Regions from separate parts of the Mus musculus genome. Here region 2 is linked to region 1. A link is a contact called in public promoter capture Hi-C data. All regions are on one chromosome and are shown on one strand. The core of a region is the stretch at or near the end of the contact, and the rest is flanking DNA. Distances in the headings are between cores, read along the strand shown.

Region 1 (6,108 bases), core at 3,519-6,018:
TAGAACTGGTGGGAAGAGAACTGACTCTCCAAGGCTGTCCTCTGAACTCCACATGGGTGTGCTCACCATGCCCTCCACCAATGAATGAACGAGTGAATGAATGAATGACTGGGGAAGATAATTGACCCTTGTGGCTGTAAGTCAAGAATAATATATACCAAGGCAAAACATAACTGGTATTATCGTCAAACTCTGTTTGCTTAAATTACTCACTAAAAGTAGTCCAAAGTGCTAAATGCCCACCACATAGTAAGGGTGACATTGCCTTTGTTAAACAAATAGTGCATAGCCATCCCTAATACTGATTGCATATTTATAAAAACATTTATAAAAATGTCAACACACCCAGTTACCTTTCTTTCTCAAGTACTAGAGAAGGAAAGCAGCCAACAGACTGAAAATAATATTTCTCAACTATGAGAAGAAGTATGATGTTAAGGAACACTACCCAGTAATAACTGAAAACACCCAATAAACACTGGCTTTGTCTAGTAAGCGAAGACCTCTCAGGTTATCATTGTATTTAATTGTCACTGGGTTTCACAGGGATAGATAAACTCTAGAACCATTTTTTTCTCTCTCTCCTTTGAGATGGGTCTCACTATGCAGCTCTGGCTGGCCTGGATTGCTAAGTAGAGCAGGTTGTCTTGAAACTCATAAGAGATCCATCAGCCCCAGTCTCCAAAGTAGTGGGGTTAAAACCAAAAGAATCTGGGGCTGGGGGCAGAGCTCAGTTGGTCGAGTGTTCGCCTCGAATGGGCAGAGTCCTGGGTTTTCGCGCCAGTGTCCCATAAACGGGTTGTGATGGCATATCCCAGAGGTGGAGGCAGCAAGAACTTCAAAGTTGAAGATTATCTTCAACCATGTCCAGTTTATTATTGACACCCGCTTGAGCTACGTGAGGCATGGTCTCAAATAAAAAAAATTTCCAGCAGATCAGAGTTCAGTCCCTGGCACCCACATCCGGCAACTCTCAGCCAGCGACAACTCTGGATCCAGGAGATATAGTGCGCCTACATCCCTGGGCTCAGCAGGGCCCTGCACATACTGGCAGAGGGACACAGACATACACTTCCCTCTATTTCTAATTATAAAAAAAATAAAAATAGATATTAAAGTAGTCTGAAAGTATCTTCTTGTGGTAGCCAAGTCTGTAGCCTGTAATCCCAGTACCAGGGAAGCTAAGGCTGTGCCCAGAAGTTCATGGTCAGCCCGGGGCGGGGCGGGGCAGAGGGGTAGGGACAATCAAAGGCTTTTATTTTTACCAAACTAGAGGACCAAGTCAGCACATGCTCAGGTTCTTCCCGGGGCTCCAGGAAGGCGCTTTTGCCAGTGACTATGCCTGATGTTTATGTTTCATTTGTTTTCTGATAAATCCTCCAGGTTACACACTGAAAACCCTCCCGAGAAACAGGGAGAAGGCGCCATTATTACTCAAATGGACCTTGCCTGCTTTCCTGGTTCCCCATTTTAGCAATCACGCTCTCTTACCTATGGGCAGGTCTACTCTAGTTTATGAAACTCTACCATCACTAATTTCCAAATAAACAGAATAACGACATAAAGCCTGTGTCCCGTTCAGTCCTAAAAAGTAACCCAGAACTGGTTGGAATTGAGCGGTTTGAGACCGCTGGTAGCAATCAATTTCCAAGAATTCTTTTTCTTACTCTTCCATTTTACACCTTAAAAAGGGTATTTCAGTAATTCTGCCAGCAGGAGGCCAGCCCAAGTACAGAAGAGCCAAGGTCAAGGTCCAATCCGGTTAACCTAATCACCTCAATTACAAAGTCCAATGTGTTTGTTACTGGAAAGGCATTTGCTCCTTCAATTCCACAGAAGGAAATGCTGAATCACTGAGTAGCATAAAGTCGAAATTCAGTCACTGATAGCCCTGGTGGCACGCGTCTTTCCTCCCAGTACTAGGGAGGCAAAGACAGGCTGATCTCTCCAAGGAACACAGTTGAGTTGAATACAGGCCAGCCTTGTGTACATAGTGAGTTCCAAGCCAGCCAGGACTATATAGCGAGATGCTGTCTTAAAGTTTTTTTTTTTTTTTTAAATAAATAAACAAATTCAGTTATACTCAGAATTCATAAAACATAAGATTAAATAAAAAAATTTTAAATTATTTTAAACACTCAAAATGAAAACATACCTCCTAAAGCCCCACTGTGATCTAGACTTTTCTTTTTAAAGCCATTACAGGCGATCACAACAGGAACGACGACGGAGAACAGCCAGCGCCACGGAGAAACAGGCCGAAAGTTACCTAGGAAGTTATAAGTATAGAGAAACAGGCTGTAAGTGGCCACTGGAGAGATACAGACATGGAGAACAGTGTGAAGGCTTGGTCATCTAAAAAGGTTTTGGATCTATGTATGTATATGTATGTAAGTATATATGTGTGTGTATGTATGTATGTATCTATCTATCTATCTATCTATCTATCTATCTATCTATCTATATATCTATCTATCTATCGAGAGACGGGGTTTCTCTGTGTAGCCCTGGCTGTCTTGGAACTTGCTCTGTAAACCAGGCTGACTTCGAACTCAGAGATCTGCCTGCCCCTCTATCTTCCAAGTGCTGGGGTTAAAAGCGTGTGCCACCACCACAACTTGGTTTATTAAATATTCTTAAAATTATTTTCATACACTACGAAGAGCTAATAGGGCCAACTGAGCCACAGAAGATTGGAAAAAAAAAAGCCTTATTTGGGGAAGTGAAGCTATAGCTCACTCATTTACATTGGGTGTCTGGTCCTAGTGGAAGAGATGAGCTTAGAAATCCTAGTTTGTTCCACTTACTTATATCAGAATGCTCTTGTGTGCATAGGCAACTTCTAAGACAACTTCAAAACTTAAAATCTGTGTGTGTGTCAAGTGTTGTGGTGCATTCACGCCCTTTAATCCCAGCAGATCTCTTTAAGTTCTAGGCCAGCCTTGTCTATGTAGTGACAGTCTGTCTCAGAAAAACAAAAACAAAACAAAAAAACCAGTGTGTGTGCATGTTTATGTGTGATGTGTGTGCCCGAGTGTATATGTATTTGTGTGTGTGTGTGTGTATAGATAACATGTATGTAGAAGTCAGAATAACTTTGAGTTGGCCCAAGAGTTCCTGGGGGTTCTCCTATGCCTCCTCCTGCCTAGGAGCACTGGAATTATAAATGCGTTCTACTGGGCCCAGCCTCATGTGGGTTCAGGAGATTCAGACTCAGGTCCCCAAGCTTGCACAGCAAGCACACCCAACCCAGAGTCACTACCTCAAGTCCCCGTTTTGAAATGTTACAGATCTCACTGGAATGTTGGCCCACATAATTCCAGAACATAGGAGCCTGAGACCAGAGGATTTGAATTTGAGATCACCCAGGGCTACAAGCTGGGGCCTTGTCTTAAAACAAAACAACCCAAACAGGCAACAAACAAGAGTTGGATATGGAGCAGCCTCTGAACACATGCATGGGTGCACAGTATATGCAAAACCCTGGATTTAACCCCCCCCCCCACTCTAAGAGCCAAATCCAAAATAATCCTTTAGAACCATCACAGGACCAAGGTATATAATCCGAATATATTAATGCCAAAATGAAATCCATCAGCTTGTACAATTAATATATACTAAGGGAGAAAAGTCCGTAAAGTCTTGTCTTATGTTGAAGTGTCCTGTAAAGTCATATACGATGGTTGGAGGTTGTAATCCCAATACTCTGGAGGCTGAGACAGGGATCAGGAAGAATTCAGTAGCAGGAGCAGTAGTAGGAGCTAAGACAGCAAGATTTGGCTTCATGAGAGCAAAGATGTACCAAGAAGCCAATGGAAAGACCAAGTGGCTGCAGGGTACGGTGATGATCAAACCGGACGAGCAAGAGGACAGTGTCTGCACGAGACCTATCTATTTGTGTGAAGTGACAAATTCTTCAACTTGCAAATGAAAAGACTGTACCTCCTTTGTTATTCTCACGGGATTATGAAACCGCTACACCATGGCAAATCTTAAAAAGATAAGCATCCCCCAAATTGTTTCACAAAACTACCTTTTATGTCTCCCCCCCCCCCAACTAAGGTAAACAGAAGTAATTATTTGAGACATGCGTTTTGTGATAGGTATCATTAAATATCAGCACAAGAAACATCATGGAAGGCTGTAAAGTTCTCTAGACATTGTTTATCTTATCACCGTAGCAAACCAGATTCAGGTTTCGGCAGTGAACATAACTGTTCTTAACCATTTACATATTTTTTGGATTTTGAAGTCGTAGTTTAAAATTCCACCCATTAACTTCTAGCAAAACTTAAAACACTTTTACTTACCATAATAGGTGCTAGCAGTCATTGACATAATCCAGAACGCTAGGGAAATGCAAATGATCAGGCTCAGTATTACTATATTGGTAATCATCTTTATATACCTTTTGCACGTAGTGTCGTCACTATCTGTCATGGAAAATAGAGCTACGAGCACCTGAGGGGGGGGAATAGATAGCATTTCAGATGAACCAAGTCATTCAAGTTTCTTGCAACAATACTCCTTTAGAGGCATAGAGAAATACCAACATCTTCCACCAACCGAACGACAAAATAGAATCGTAAATCCAAAACGTCTAGTCACTGCTGCAGGCGCAGCGCTCCGGCTCGACCCGGGGAGGTTAACGCCGCCCTTGGAAAAAGAAGGTGCAGGGAGGATGCACAGAGGACCCGCCAGGCCAGCAGGGAGGCCGGCAGCTCCCACCTAGAGGGACCCGGAAGGAGCACAAACGACCGGTGGCCAATGAGCGGCCAGCACCGCGGAGCCCCGCCCCTCCCCGCCCTCGGACCCCCCCCCCGAGCTCCGCCCCCGCACGGCGCGCTCCGCCCCCTGGGCCCCTGCTCCAAGTCTGCCCCAGCTCCACCTCTGCCGTACGCTGCCCGGGCAAGCGAACCAAGGCTGGGAACAGCGCGGGCGAGCGCCTTTACGTCCCCACCCCGCTGCCCCGGGAGTCGCTCTGGTCTCTCCGCGACTCCCTCCGTGTACGCATGCGCAGCAGCCCTGCTCCGCTCACGTGACTCGTCGAGGCGGAAACCCGGCTTGAGTTTGCTTAGTGTCTCTTTGCGGGTCGGAGTGCTGTTTCTAAAGCACCTCCAAAATAGACGTTAGGACAAATTAGGTCTTGGGATTTGTGGACAGCCTAGACTTGAAAAAAAAAATGTCACCAGTAAGGGTGGTGTGGGTCACTAAAACCTGCCATTGATGGAATAATGAACTGCGAGTGAATTTAGAGCCAGTAATGGGTTGTAACTTATGAAGCATTCATACCAGGCGATAGGGTGTGGACGACGTAGGAGTTTATCGTTAGAAGCGAAATTACTTAGAAAGTAGCTTAAAACAATGGCTTGGCTCTTAACCTGGGCCAGACTCAACTGGTACTGCGGTATGTAAACATAAATATAGTTCCCACGGTTGAGCTTTTGTATAATTACTGTTCTAACACACATTGTGGAAGTGTCTGTCCCCATCCACTCTATCTGTAAAAGTAACTTATTCGTCTGATGTATTGTCCTCTTGTAGGGCTCACTGTTGAATAAGCTCACCCTTTATAGTTCTTTCTAGAACTCTGGCTGTCTGGTTCAACCTAGCTGTTCTGGCTCAAACTCCTCACCAAGCTGCCTGATTCAATCTGGCTTCTCTCAAGTTCCCATTGAATTGTTCTGCCTAGCCTCAAACAACTCTGGCATTTTGTTCTAATCACCTGGCTCCTTCTTGTTCTCTGGCTTTAGTTGACTCTGCTCACCTGCAATGAACTTCATAGACTTGAAACAAACAAAAACCACAACCCGAACTCAACTGCAACTGCACCGCACTCCTGGCACTGCCTCCCACCTCTGACTAGCTGTCTCTCCCTGCACTGGGGCTCTTAAAATAGCTTCTCTTTCCTGTGCTGTCCTTGTAAGATGCATTCTGTCTCTGACTCATTCTGTCAAATCTTTCGATCTTTGTTACTTTGTCTGGCCCTCAATTAGACATCACTTTCACACCTGGCTCCTTCCTTCTAAAAACGAATTTGACCTTAAAGGACTGTACTCAGGTTGTATCCGTGTTCCAGGCAGAGGGGTTAAAGGGATGTGGCCTGTC
Region 2 (6,273 bases), core at 2,045-4,544, 830 kb after region 1:
TCTGTCCCCTCCTCCCTCTGGTGGATACATTTTGATAGGTAACAAATTTTTAAAAACTTTTAATCCTTCTCCTGTTGATCTCCCTCCAGGAGATATGAATAAAGATCATGACTGAGCGAATGCCAGGGCATAAACTGTATTAAGAACTCTAGAATTGAAAGCCTGCATTCTTTAAATCAGCCCCCTGCCGTGAGAGCAGAGAGTCAACTCTTGCACTCTCTATCCAATGGCAGTGAAATCTCAAATCTGCTCTGAGGTCAGAGGTAGGGCTTCGTGAAGGCTTAGCTTGAGACGCAGATCGTTGTCCAGGTGGTTTGTGCACAGGATGCTCTAAGGAGAAGCCTAGCAGGGAAGCAGAGAAGCAGCTCAGGCACGAGGACAAGCAAAGGGGGGTTGGCTCATACGCTCACTCTGACCACACAGGGAGCCCTGGATCATCCATGGTTGCTCATGGACGGTTCTCACCTTCAGCGATATGAGCTTGATACCCATTCCCTCATACCACTGCAGGATGCCTGCAGATATAACGTCCTACTCAGCTCCTGTCACCTGAGGGTGATTCTCCCAGAAAGTGGCCACCAGATGCATTTAACAGGCAGCGTTCCTGGGTCGAGGAAGAAGATGAGAGCATTGGTGAAGCAGAGGTGACCTGAAGGGGACAACTGCAGCATCACTGTGTTTTCCAAGGGTTGCCCCGCCAGTTCTAGCACAGTTAAGTTCATACTGCAGGTTTCTTTGATCTTTCCAGGCCACTGGCTGTGTTCTGCATGGTCTCCTTAGAATAAACACCGTTTGTTCTACCCGAACTATGCACTGTTGAACACAATCTATCAGCCTGACTCATTTGCTCCCCGTGACAGCATAAAGGATCCTAACACAACACAGAACAGGCAAATACACGTAGAATGAAAGACCCCAGGAAGACTCAGGCTCTTCGTGTGCCTTATCTCCATTGATCCTCACAAAAGAAGAAACTTGCTCTGTGTGTGTCAAAGAAGCGTGCTCCGTGAGTTTAGTCTATTGGCAAAGTAATTTGTAGTTAAGTTTCTGGGCTGTTAGGGAGGCAGATACAAGTGGAGAGCAAGCAGCCTGCCCCCCCCCCCAAAACAAATGCTGTACTACCACCTTTTGCGAAAAGAAGACAAACATAATCCTATATCCCATGGAAAACAAATTAAAAACAGTATAATGAGAAAACAGGTACACGACATATTGCCACACAGTCATTTCCCTTCTCAGATTTCCCACTACACTTTCAGAGTCCTTTTCAGATTTTAAATCAAGAAGATGGAACTTGGTGAAGCAGACTAAACCACTCAAAGCGGATAGCCATTAGCCATTGCCTGTTGGGAAGCATGTTGTCTGTCCCAGCCTTCTTGTCCTCCCTGGTCCTTCTCATTCTAGTGTCCAAATGCTCATCTGGCAAAATGGTGGAGAATATGAGTGCAGCAAAGAAGCTTCAGTGAGATGCGATATTAGCAACGATAAAGAAAACTCAAAGCCAAAACTGAGCGCAAAGCATGCTGGGTGCACGGGGCAGGGCAGGGCGTGTCTCTGCTCTGTCTAGATCTGGATATACTTGCTGTAGACAGAGGGGCGAGACACCTCGGGGAAGATTTGTTCGTGCCACTCCAACCAGCGCTCTCATTGCTGTTAGAATAGGAGATAGTGTGGAGAACATTGGGAACACATATAAGCTCTCATTAACAGTGAATGACAAGCTAATTTCCTCTTCATTTGTACAATATAGACATCATGCATTTTTATGAGGTTAAATCGGGGGTTCTGAAAGTTTAGCAAACAATTCTTAAGAGAGTTCTGTATTCCCTAATAACATTTTCTTTAAAAAAAAAAAAAAAAAAAAAAAAAAGGAGGCTAAGAAAGTAGAGATAAAGATGTAGAACTTTTGTCTCTAGGCAAGTCGAGAAGAAAATGTAAAAATATTCAACATAAGAGAACACAGTGGCATCAGATGCAGACTCGGGAGGCTAGAGTGGGAGCCAAGGTTATAGTAGAGACTAGAGTGGGAGCCAAGGTTATAGTAGAGACTAGAGTGGGAGCCAAGGTTATAGTAGAGACTAGAGTGGGAGCCAAGGTTATAGTAGAGACTAGAGTGGGAGCCAAGGTTATAGTAGAGACTAGAGTGGGAGCCAAGGTTATAGTGTGCGTGAGGGAGATTTAGCAGGGGTAGATTCAGGGGGAGGGGTTGGAAGCAAACCCGGGGCCTCTCACATGTTTGGTAAGCACTCTACCACTTAGTCATATAACCAGCCCGAACACATAATTTCTTTAAAATTAAAAATAAAAAAGAAGACATTTTGCTAAACCCTGGCCACCATGTATTGGCCATCATGGGCCCAGCCTCAGTCCCTGAGCCTCTGTTTTTGGGTGACCCACCAGTTTGAGACTGGACACGACCAGACGTCACTACGACTGCTCCATTTCTCAGGTTGCCTTCCCATCCCTCCCTTGTGACACCTTGACACCATGCCAGAGCGGGTCCCAATGAGTGCTACTCCTGCTTGTAATTGTTACCAGCCCACCCAGAACACAGGCTGCCTTGTGAGATTGACTAGAACAGACTCTCAGCCCTCTGTGCACCCAGCCTGATCCTGAAATCCTGGCCCCTGGGGTGAGTCACGTGGGAGCCATCTCCACACCTGCCGTGGAGAGAGCAGATTCAGTCACCCTGGGGAACTCTTGTGGCCATTCAGATTATGACCTATATTTAGAGAGAATTAAGTGTGCTTCCTACGTGTTGCATAAGGCTGAATCTGAAAGAACAGCACATGTACTTAAACACTGAGCCACCTCTCCATCCCAAGGCAGGTGTTCTGTCACGTTCTTGTCATTCTGACCCTGAATGGGGAATGGTTTGGCATCATTCTTGAGACTCCTGTTCACTGATTGTTTTATTCATGGGTTGAGTATGAGCTTCGCTTTGGAGAGTACTTTCTTTGCTGTCTTTGGGCACACCAGAAGAGGGCACCAGATCACATTGCAGATGGTTGTGAGCCACCGTGTGGTTGCTTGAATTAAACTCAGGACCTTTGGAAGAGCAGTCGGTGCTCTTAACCACTGAGCCATCTCTCTAGCCCCAGTACTTTCTTTATAAAAGTAGCTGTCCTGTCCAGCTTTGCTAGGGGACCCTACCCCAGTCCTCCATGTACAAGTTGTCAGAACTAGGTGAGCCACCCTTTTTTTGCAAGATTCGCTTTAATCAGGGCAGGCGCAGACAGTTCCCAGGGAAAGCCTAGCATACTATTTGGAGAGAGCAGCTCTGAATCTTAGATACTGAGTCAGGGTTTTCCTGGCAGGCAGGCTCTCACCCAAGGCGCTGTTTGAAATGTGTCATACGGCTCGGAATACAATTGTGTGCATCCCACAGGCTACCTGAACGTCGCTTGTCTCTGGAGGGAGGCACCCTCCCGCTCTCAGTAGATTTCCTTGGGCTTGGGCCCATGACCTCCGTTTAACAGAACATCCCAAAATGATGTATCATCAAAGGCAGGTAACTTGAGCCAAATTAAGTTAGTTTGAAACCGGTTGCCTTCTTTTGTATGTGTGAATATATTATAAATTAAAGTGCTGTCCCGTTTAGCAAGACCTCACGCCGGGAGAGGCATAGGGGCCAGAGATTCTCAAATCAGTTTCTGTGCTTAGGGCCAGGTTCATTTGAATCCAATATAGAGAAATATTGCCCTCTAGTGGAGGCAGCTTATTGATTCATTTGCCACCTAATTGTGAAATTGTGAATTGGGAAAACTGAATTTTACTTTTTTTCCATATTATTAAAAATATTTGTCCTTAATCCTAGCACTTGGGAGGCAGAGGCAGGTGGATTTCTGAGTTCAAGGCCAGCCTGGTCTACAGAGTGAGTTCCAGGACAGCCAGAGCTACACAGAGAAACCCTGTCTCGGATGGGGGGGGGGGGGATCCATACAATGTATCTGTATTATGGTTTCCCTTCCCTCTACTGCTCCCAGTCCCCCCCCCCCCCACACACACACACCTCCCCTCCTCTTCAGGTCCCTCCCCCCTTTCTGTGCCTTGCAAAGGACCTGTAGGAAAACAAATTTAAAAAGAAAGGGAGGAAGAGGGAGGGAGGGAGGGGAGGGAGGAGAGAGGAGGAGGAGGGGGATGCCAAGACACAACATTATGAAAGTGGGAATTTCCAAAAATGCAATTGAGTTAGTTTTGCATGTCCGCTGGGTGCACAGCCTAACCTGAAGAGTAGTTTCTCCAGCGAGACTCCCTTTGAGAAACCTAATGCTTTATTTGAAGCGGTTATCAGCTGTAGATAGCTTCTGTGTTAAGGATGGGACACATCTGCCTCTTCTTTCACCTCCAGGACCCCATCGCAGCCCTGTGCAGGCCTCTGCCTCTGCGTGTTCAGATGGGTTTAGTAGGCCCTGTCTCCTTGGTGTCCTCTGTCCCCTCTAGATCTTAGGCTCTTTCTGCCTCCTCTTCCACGGGGTTTCCTGAGCTCTGAGGGGAGGGTTTGCATGAAGGGATCCCACTTAGGGCCGAGCATCCCAAGGGCCCTCACTCTCTGCACACCGTCTGGCCCTGTTCACCCAGTTCTTGAGCAGAGAGCTTTATCATCTTGGTCTACTGATGGTGGCTTTTTCAACTGCCAGGGTTCTATGCAAGAGTCTAAATCAGCTCGTTTAAATCAGCTTGTAGAGTACATCACTTGAACTCTGGGTATATGCTATGATGTTCTCCCTCCTCGGTGAGTTATTGGGGGCAGAGCAATAGACATAGTCCAGCCAAAAAATTGGAGAAAAGGGGTGTTCTGTGCTTAGCCATATGTGGTAAAGTGAATTTGCTCTCAGATAAATTGTTAAAAAGTAGAAAGCATATGTATGCACTAAGGCACTGAGCGTACAAAAAGGAGAGAGAGATGGATCTGAAGGTTTGGGTTTGGGTTTTCTTAGCAGGGGTGTTTTAGGGTTTTTTTTGTTTGTTTGTTTGTTTGTTTTTTTGTTTTTTTGTTTTTTTCTTATTGTTGGCTTAGTTTGGGCAAATTCAATTTAGGAGTTTGGTTAAAAGAGATTTTGGAAGCATATGCACAGAGGTAAGTTCATAATTATTACTTCCTCTGTCCTGAATGGAAAACCTTTGAGAGCAGCAAAGGAACAAGAGATCTTTTTGCTAAATACGTTTTTCAGTTTATTTGTTTGTTTGTTTGTTTGTTTGTTTATTCACTTTACATCCCAATCGCTGCCCCCTCCCTTTCTCCCTTCCACAATCCCTGCCCCCATCTCCCCTCCCCTTCTCTTCTGAGAAGGTGGAGCCTCCCTCCGCCCCCCAGGCTATGTTCTAAATTAAGTATTTTTTGAGCATGGGTGACTTTGAGTTTTCTAATTTAGATGTGTAGTTCTCTATATGACCTGTAGGTGGCGCACTCAAACAGCGGTCCTCCTCAAAGTAACAATAAGGCCCCTTTGCTACAGTCCCAAGGTTGGTTTTACAAAGCTAGAGTGATCCCAGTAAAGGCTGAGGAGGGCTGCCTTGGGAAACCCTTTATACACTACATCAATGCTCATCTCTCTGGAATTACTATGTTTTATTTTCGATGCCACCCAGGACTTTTATAGCCTCAGGGTGGCCGTTTGTACATAAAGTCAAATAGTATTGTCATGCAAAGAACTTCAGAATAGTAATAATGAATATAATCATGAAGACATGGCTTAAATGTAATTATGTTTTTCAAAGTCACTACCCCTCATAAAGCACTGAACTGTATAGTTTATTAAACTGAGTCGTAAGCTTCCTAGGGGTAGAGGCCCATCTGCCTAGTGTTCAGTCATGCCCATATGCTTTCCTGATCTTTTATTGCCTTGTATACACTGGACTTCCCTAAATACAGTCTCCATTCCCCGTTCTCTCTTGCCACTGACCCTCAGATAAGACGGAGCAGTAGTTCAGAAGCAGGTGGCTATAATTTCAGAACTCAGAGCTTTGCCAGGCATGGCACCAAGTTCCTAGAATCTCATGTAGAAGAAGCTGGAGGAAAGGTGCCATGGTGAGTTACAGACCAGCTGGGTTATAACAGACCTTGTCTTAAACAAAACAGGACCAAAAAGCCTCACAGCTTGTTTTAAATGCAACATTAGCTGAGATGACCTTTAGAGTAGCCATTCCCAAGCCTGTTCTAACAGGCTTGGGGAAACTTTGTAAACTTTTTCATAGTCTAAGCAGAATGTTAAGGCCTAATAGAGTTTATAGGGGGGAAAAAAAAAGATTGAATGGCGTCTGGACCAGGAA

Evidence for each region. Promoter capture Hi-C pulls out the DNA fragments that hold promoters and counts their contacts.
Region 2: a promoter capture Hi-C map of cranial neural crest shows a contact between it and region 1. The contact joins the enhancer-like site here to the promoter of Tmem19 in region 1. A contact is called at or near these places in 7 of 39 promoter capture datasets (the 3T3-L1 cell line, cranial neural crest, frontonasal cranial neural crest and 4 more) and 1 of 115 datasets of contacts at active chromatin or transcription factors (forebrain).

Annotation. Positions count from the first base shown.
Region 1 is chr10:115,357,499-115,363,606 of GRCm38.p6, forward strand. It overlaps Tmem19 (transmembrane protein 19), which reads right to left and starts at 4,769. Exons shown (of 7, transcript NM_133683.4): 1 at 4,554-4,769; 2 at 4,311-4,461; 3 at 2,156-2,269. The coding sequence starts at 4,440.
Region 2 is chr10:116,193,822-116,200,094 of GRCm38.p6, forward strand. All of the region lies in intron 6 of Ptprr (protein tyrosine phosphatase, receptor type, R), which reads left to right. Among named protein-coding and RNA genes, the nearest start is that of Taf7l2, 83 kb to the left of the region's middle. Within about 2 kb of position 3,295, at least 45 of the 459 cell types and tissues checked have an H3K27ac peak or open chromatin away from gene starts, as enhancers often do.